Linked DNA regions of Mus musculus: region 1 is linked to region 2. A link is a contact called in public Hi-C data. All regions are on one chromosome and are shown on one strand. Each heading gives the region's core, a stretch centred on a gene start, on an enhancer-like site or on the middle of the called end of the contact. The rest is flanking DNA. Distances are from core to core; before and after follow the strand shown. Region 1 holds the start of Aym1 (activator of yeast meiotic promoters 1). Region 2 holds the start of Tmem211 (transmembrane protein 211).

Region 1 (4,309 bases), core at 592-3,091, 130 kb after region 2:
GTCCACAGAAGGGGGTCAGGTGCCACTGCCACATGGGAGGGAGACTGGGACAAGCACTGTGGCTGAGGTCCCCTGAGATGCCAAGTGTCTTTGTCTTTCCCAGCAGAGAGAGGCGAGTTCTTTTACTCGAGGGGGGAGGAACCGCTCGCACTAGGGAGGTGAGGCTGGTGTGGGTCCTATGATGCAGGCCTTACTAGGTGCAGTTTGAGCTGAGAGAGTTAGGGTGGGAGCATGAGTATGCAGATGGGCTGGAAGGGGGTGTGGGGGAACGAGAGGGCAGGGCAGCCATGCTTGCTTCCAGACATGGGATGCAGCAGCTTTACAAGGCCCCAGAATGGGGCGTCCCTCTCCCTCCAAGCTCCTCTGCTATGCTTATGATGGCATTGGAGAGGGAGCCCAAGAGCCTGGGCAGGGAGAGGGGAGAGCATGGGGCAGTGGGTCCTGGCATGTCTGGGTCTAGGGTGGTGACTCTCAGACCCAGTCTCAGGAGGTACAGTGGGACAGAATCTCTTCATCCATGTGTGCGCATAGGAATCTCCCATTCTCCTCCCCAGACTTTTCCCCCATGTGTGATGCATACGACGGTGTCTGCTGGTGTCCGACACCAGAGAAACCAACAACAGGGTGTCCTGCCTCTCTTCCTAAAGGGCACTGGGGAAGAGAGTCGAGGCACCTCCCTTCTCTGATGTGGCGGGAAACCTTGGGTCGAGTTTTTTACTCTGGATGGTGGTACAGTGGGGGCCAGGGCTCACAGCCGAGGTCTGGAACTCTGGTTGGAGCTGTCTTCAGAGCTCTATTATGGAGCCCCAGCCCTGGGCAGGAAAGCTCATTAGCAGACGTGATAGATGTGAGCACATGACTGCCGAGTCGTGTCCCGTGTCCCTGTTGAACTGGAACTCCTGCTCCTTCTCCATTAGCAGCGGTGTCTGCATGCTCAGCCATCCCTCTGGACCCTTCTGAATTCTCCCAGGGCTCTGAATGCAGTCTTTTTTATGCAAGGGTCTTGGACACGTCCGGGTGTGTGCGGCGCAAGCCTACAAACTCTCTCACCTCTACCAGAGATAATAAGGTCAGTAAACAGCAAACTGGGCTGTGAGGCGGGCTCACCAGTGGGGAGGCCTGCAGAATTCAGCAGGGATGCAGAGAGGAACCCAGGGTGCTGGGTCGTGGAATGGTATCTAGAAAACACACTAACCAACCACCCATGCAATGTCACTGGGTCCTTGAGATGTCCTGCAAGCTGGAGCAGGGGCAGCTCTGGGATTGCAGCCGGCTAAGGGAAGCCAGGGGGCGGGGTCTGTAAGGATGCTGGGGGCAGCTATCGCTTTTTACAGGTCTTTTATACCCTAGAGCCTGGGCAGGCCATAAGGACAAAGGGTGCCCGGGACACAAGCAGGTAGTTTGGAAGTTTGGTGTAAATTTAGAAGCAACTTCTACCTTCTCTTTCACCTGCGTGCCATTGGGCTTGGCCATGCGTGGCCCACGGTTGGCACAAATATTTGGAATCTGTGAGTAAAGAAGCTGGAAGTGGGCTCAGAAAATGCTGCCCAGGCCCATGTAACAGATGCCGGAGGAAACACATGTGAGCTCACACACACAGGTTGCTGGAGTGAGAGGCTGAAGAGGGTAGGGGTGGGATAAGGGACTGGAGTGCTCAAAGGCTGCAGATCTTCCCTCTGGGCCTTGGGGTGGGGGGTGGGATGGGAGGGAATCTCCCTAAGGGCTCTGAGCTAGAGCAGGACTGGTCCCCTCTTCCCTGCTCCAGCTCCAGAGCTGCCAGCACCGCCCCCTCCCCCTGCAACCCCCCCCCCCCCGGAGCTGTGTGCCCGGCAGAGGGGCAGCTGCTGGCTGAGCAGCTCCTGCGTCCTGCAGAAGCTTTGGGAACAGTGCCTGGGTGTCCTCCTGCCCTCACCCGGAGAAGCCACTGCAGGGGTGGGGGGCAGAGCACTGAGACCAAGACAGAGGACACCACTCAGAAATGCCAGGGCAACTGAACTGTGGACCAGGGTGGGCTGAGAAGGAAATGCTAACCTTGTGAGTCTACACACCCCTCCCTGTCTAGCAATGAAGCCCCGTGCTCTCACAGAACTTTCTGAGGATGCTCTAGTTCCATTATCTCTTAGAGAGAGGAGCACGCGCACTGCACGGGGTCATTCTCCACTGAGCTTGTTGCTGTGCTCAGGTAGTTCAGGGAATAAGTAAATGCTGCTCTCTGCTCTCAGCCGATGCCCCTGGTGGGAAAGAAGTGGGCTTCAAATTTCCACTTCACATCCTCCTGGAGCACGAAGAGTTAATGGAGCACACATCATCCTAAAACATGCCCCCTCCCAATCCCTGCTCTCCCCCCAGCCTGTAGCTGTCAGGGAACTAAAAAAAAAAAAAAAAAAGGTTGGCACACAGCCAATGAGACTCATCTGTGTATTGGCTGTGCCCTGCCCTGCTTGTGCCACTAAATGCCTAAATGTCATTTCCAGTAAATCCTCTTACTTGTACTTCAAGTTTCCATTTCCAGACAAGAGAATCCTGCAATCAGCCCCCGGGCCTGGGGTCTCTCTGGCCTCTCAGGTTTAAGAGTTAGACTCTGTGTGTGTGCTGCCATGGTTCTGTGAACTCTGCTTCAAGAACAGGATGATGCGGAGGCCGATACCCAAATGCCACCTTCCACGCTCAGAAATAACAACTGGTGCACAGGGCCTGCACAGGGTCAAAGCAGATATGTTCATAGCATCTACTGGGGGAACTGAACTCCCCCAATTCCTAACCAAAAAACAAACAAACAAACAAAAAATACCCTTCCAGTCTTTTAAGGGCCTGAAAGGAGTTTCTCCAGTTTCGTCTCACTGGGTATATAAACTACATTTAAGGGTAGGTCCAGTGTCCAGCAGCATGTGGCCACCAGGAAAAGAACTCGATGGCATCCTTGGCAGGGTTTTTTTGGTCTCATATTTTTGTTTGAGATTTGTGTTTTGTGCTCTCTCTCCCCCTCCCTCCCCACACCCCCTCTCTTTTTCCCCTTTGCCTTCCTCCCCTGTGTCCCTCGGTGTGTTACTAGTCTTGTTTGTATATTATGTTTTCTGATTTTGTCTTAATTTTTTTTCCTTTTCATTTGAATTTTTTTTTTCTTTTTTAAATTTGCCGCATTGTTTTATGAAAAGAAAGAGAAAGGAAGTCTGGTGTTGGAAGAGGCGGGAGGATCTGGGAGGAGATGCCTGGAGCAGAAACCACGATCAGAATTTACTGTATAATTTTTCAACTAATAAACATGAGTTGTACTCTGTAGAGAGCCTCGCATGGCACACACTCGTGCTGCCCTTAGTTGTGGGTAGCATCTCACGGGCGTCTCTTGAGTTACTGCAGGACGTGGATGGGGACCCTGTTTGGGAACTCTGGGAAGGGGTGTAAGACTTACCTGCTGACTCCTCACGCTGGTCTGAAACTGGAGCTGTCGCACAGGGAGGCTCCCTGGAGCCCCCTTGCAGGGCTGGCTGCACCTTGGCGACAGCTGTGGGCTGAGTGGTGTTCCTCAAGGAGCCTGGGTTGGAACGGGAAATTGCAGTGAGGCTGAGCCATGGGGGGTCACGTTCGGGTCAGTTCTCTCTGACCGTGTAGCTGTTGTGAATGGATGTTGAGGGTGTGGCTTCCTCCCTGGAGAGGTGGGCTGACGTGAAGGCAGACTGAGCCTGCTCTCTCTTGCCTGGAGGCGCCCTGGGATGACAATACCGGCCAGAACGGTTGCCCTCATCCCTTGATCTCAGACTTTCCCAGACTCTAGAGGTAAGAATAAATGTGTGTCGCCCCCCCCCCAATAAACTCTGCAGTCTTGTGTCACAGTGGGACAGGATGGGCTAAAAGATCAGGGTAAGGAGCCGGTTCTGAGGACATCACAGAGGCGCCCTCGCAGAGCCTGAACTCGGGCCTTTCCCTTTTGAATAGTTTTTCATGGTGTAGCAGCCTACAAGCGGAACAAGCTTATAGTTTTGATAGCTATATTTCAGGGCCATCCTTTGTATCATGAAACAGTAACAGAACATCAGCATCATGGCTCCTTGAACCGCATGCAGCATGTGGCGCCGTTTGTCTGACTTTTTACTTTATGTCTTGAGGAGGCTTTTATCCACCTTGGACTGAAGCCCCAAGAAGCAGGTGCACCGCTCCTTATAGGAGTCTGCTGGGGAGAGAGCGGCTTCAGCCATGGATGAAGCTCTAACAGTGCTGAAAGGCTAAGACGATGCTAAGTGTATAGCTGATCGCTTATTATTATAAAATATAGTACAATATTAATATATTTTATGAATCCTTTGATGATTTT
Region 2 (4,027 bases), core at 1,528-4,027:
CACAAGCCCAGGGATTACACCCTGAGCAGGGAGTGTCAGGTTCCACATTCTACCTGGAGCCAGAACCCCAGGCTTGTTCATTCTGGTACACAGAGGACAGTACACCCCAGGGACTGTCCTAGAATCTTTTATCAGCCACCATCAGCCTCCTCCGGGAAGTCTGTAGAGATAGTTCTGACTAACAGCATTTGCAATAACAATGGAGATTCCACGGTGGCTTGGCCCAACCTCAGTGCAGGGGATCCTGAGCGCCCGGGTGGTCAGGGGGGGCTGCGCACAGTGTGCTTCATGTGTCCTGGGGGGTGATGCTGTTTTATCTGCCCTACCGACTGGGTAGCCCTGGAAACCACAGCTACCTAGCAGGGCCCTGTTTCAGCTGTTCTTGGCTTTTGCTTTATTTCACGGCCAGGGTTTTAATACAGCTAGTCTGAAACTTGTGTCAATCCTCCTGCCTCAGCCTCCCAAGTGCTAGGATTACAGTCCTTTGTCACAAATGCCCAGTCTTTAGGTGCGGAGGATCAGACCCAGCTCTTCCTGCTGACCAGGCAAGCACTCTACCAACTCAGTCACATCCATAGCCCTTCCTGGTTTTTGACGGTAAGAACCAATCTGCTCTTTGAAATGCTTCCTCTTCCCTCCAAACCTCTGCTGCTGCTGTAGTGCATTGCACTACTGGGAGGACCTTACCCTCAGCTGATCTATGTATAGCTCAATGACCATGTAACGATTCAAATACTGAAACAGAGCTGACCCTCAAGAAGGAACCGCGCTTAGAGCCAGCATCATCACAGGACACAATTCAGGGCTCTTGGTCACCAAGGATAGGCCCCGTTGTGGTTCGAGTGTGAACCATTCCCCCACAGGCACAGACATTAGAATACCAGTATCTCTATCTGGTGACACTGTCTGGGAAGGTTGAGGAAAATTTAGGAGAGCAGTTCTCAACCTGCGGGTCACGACCCCTGAGGTGGGTCATTTAGGAGCATGTGGCATATCAGACTTTTGCATTATGATTCGTAACAGTAGCAAAGTTTTACAGCTATGAAAGTAGCAATGAACTAATTTTATGGCCGGGGTGGGGTGGGGGGGTCAGCACAGCATGAGGAACTGTGTTAAAGGGTCGCAGAGTTAGGAAAGTTGAGAATCGCTGCTCTAGGAAGGAGAGGAGAGGAAGTGAGTCACTGGGGGAAAGGAAGGCCTTGGGGTTTCATGGCCTGGCTCTACTTCCTGTCCACTCTTTGCTTCCCCAGCCGGACTCCGACTCCTTGGCCACCACACTCCCCCCACCCCCCGCCCCGCCGTGATGGGTTGTGTCCCTAGGAAAGTGTGAAGCCAGAACAAGCCTTTCTCCACTAAGTTGCTTTGTCTTGCTATTTATTACAGACCCTCCCTCTCAGAATCATCCTTGGACTCCGCCTCCCGTTTCCATGGTAACACACTGATTTCGTAGAAAAGGGAGAGTGTCCCGGGGCCTCTCCTCAAGATTTGATTTTCCTGAGGCCCAGGGGAAGATGGATTTTTTTTTTCTTCTTTAATTAATTGAAATTTATTCTTTTAGGGGTTTTGGGCAAAAGGACAGGGACCTGAATCATACCTCCAAGCCGGGAAGAGACGCAATCTAAATTATGGTTCTGAGACAGCAGGGACACCATTATCCTCTCGCGATGTCTCACTTGCTCTGCCAATCACCTGAGTAGGAAAACAGAACCCGAAGACGCGTTGGATGATGGCGCGCAGGGGGCGGGGAGGGGGGTTGAGGCGGAGAGTAGGGGTCTGTGGCTCACTGGACAGCGGTTACCAGCCCTGGGTTCGATCCCATCTGGGATGCTGCAGGGCTGCATGGTAGGGTGGAGGCAGTGGGTTATCCGCGGCGTCAAAGAGAAGTCAAGGTATGCCTGGGCTAAGTGAGACGGTGCTCAGAATACAATTAAGCGAAGATGGGAAAAATAACTGTGCCTTTAATGAGATGCACGCTCATATAACCCAAACTGCACCCAGGCATGCTGCGGCTCAGATCCTCCTGGATGAGCCTGCCCGCTGTCTGGATTCCTACCTGGAAGCCTGCTCCTGGAGGTAAATGGATGCTCCAGGCATCCCCAGCTCCTGTTCCTGCTTTCCTGACCTGTAACTGACCAGCTCTGACTCTCCACCCCCCTCCTACAGGCAGCTACTCCCTCCAGCCCACCTGACCTGCTTTCTCTCAAACTCCTCTAAAGAGTTTCCTTCTAAATTTACCGGGCGACAGATAATCCACAAAGGAGACCCCGAGTTCCCCAGTAGAGATGATACTAGTGAAACTAGCGGGGTACCAATCCAGGGGATTCTGCTTCGAGGGCCACAACCCTTCAAGAGGTGATGTCTCTCCAGCCCTCACCCGCAGAGGAGGGAGCTGGAACTCATTCACATAGCAGGAAGCTCGGTCTGGCAAACAGAGCCCCAGGCAAACTTGGGCGTGTTCGGGCGTCTTTGGGAAGGTGATCCCAGTCCAACAGGAGCGAGGGAAGACAGACTTGGAGAAAGGGAAGGGAAGGGAACAATTACAGGAAATGCTCGGTGAAGCTGGCCAAGCCTCAGCTAGAAGCCATGGGAATTAGCCCACGGAAAGAAGGTGGAGTGAGCGCGCCCTCTGCTGGCGCATCCTGCAGCACTGGCTTCCTATGAAGCCAGTGAGACTCGGGGTGGACGCTTGGATACCCAGTTTGGACCCCAGTATTTAATAGTAGCTCTGGGACCCCTAGCGGTGCCTTCTCCTACCCAGGAAACCATCCCCTCCTCCCATCCTATTTGAGACTGGAGTTGCCCTCTCAGTCCAGCCCATCCGTCAGCCCAGAGTGAATAGCTATTGATTTCAGGAAGGAAACCTTGCACGGGTGAGTACACACTCTTCTCGGACCAGCGCCTCACGTGACCCTGCTCTGCTTACCCACCTGAATGTGACCTTTAAAGGGGAAGACACCTTTTTAAAGCTCACAGATTTACATTCCAGGCCAGAGCTTCTAAGCCAGAGCTGGATGAGGGGAGGTCACATTGTAGAGGTAACCTTGAAGAAGCCTGACCCAAAGTGATGAGGGAATATCAGGGGAGGAGCCGGGCTGGCCTCAGGCACTGCTTAGGGGCCCTGGGAGCCCTAGAACCACACACTGTCGTGTGCTCGTGTCTCTGTGTGGTTTGAAGCTTGAATGTGGAACACAGCCACAGTTTAAAAATCATATGTTCAAAGGAACCCATCCCTCCAAACGTCAAGCAGCCCTGTTGTAGGCCAGGGATCTTGTAGTTGGGGAAACAGAGGCTTTGAGCCATTGTATTGTTTGTCCCAGGTGACAGAGCCAGCAGGCCTGGTTGAGGCATATACTAGTGAAAGAGACCATGTGTTGAAGGACCTCAGGTCTCGCCTGGGCAGCCTGGCCATCTCTGTCTCTATGTATCTATCCCCTATCTGTCTATTTGTCTGTCTGTCTGTCTGTATATCATCTATCTATCTATCATCTATCTATCTATGTATTTATCATCTATCATCTATCGATCATCTATCATCTATCAATCAATTTATCTATCATCTATGTATCTATTTATCTATCTATCATCTATCTACCTAACATCTATCAATTAATTTATCATCCATCTATCATCTATCTACCTATCTATCATCTATCTACCTACCTATCATCTATCAATTAATCTATCTATCATCCATCTACCTATCTATCATCTATCAATCAATTTATCTATCATCTATCAATTATCTATCTATCATCCCTCTATCTCTCATGTATCTCTCATCTATCTATCTCTCATCTATCTATCTCTCATCTATCTATCTATCTATCTATCTCTCATCTATTGATCATCTATCTGCCATGCACATGGTTCAGTGCCACAGCCTCCTGTTCAGCCACTGCTTTCTCTGATCCAGCTCTTATCACTCAGGTCCAGACTCCAGGCCAAAAGCCCTGGGGATATCTCACACACACACACACACACACACACACACACACACACACACACTCCCTCTCATACCTTCAGCAAA

Evidence for each region. A called contact is a pair of places that touch in the nucleus more often than the background predicts.
Region 1: a contact with region 2 is called in a Hi-C map of the N1E-115 cell line, with 3 times the contacts expected there. The contact joins the promoter of Aym1 here to the promoter of Tmem211 in region 2. A contact is called at or near these places in 1 of 484 Hi-C or Micro-C datasets (the N1E-115 cell line) and 1 of 115 datasets of contacts at active chromatin or transcription factors (pancreatic cancer cells).

Annotation. Positions count from the first base shown.
Region 1 is chr5:113,355,453-113,359,761 of GRCm38.p6, forward strand. It overlaps Aym1 (activator of yeast meiotic promoters 1), which reads left to right and starts at 1,842. Exons shown (of 1, transcript NM_001012726.2): 1 at 1,842-2,369. The coding sequence starts at 2,065. The coding sequence ends at 2,202. It also overlaps 1700016C19Rik.
Region 2 is chr5:113,224,132-113,228,158 of GRCm38.p6, forward strand. Tmem211 (transmembrane protein 211) reads left to right here and starts at 2,778. Exons shown (of 5, transcript NM_001033428.2): 1 at 2,778-2,870.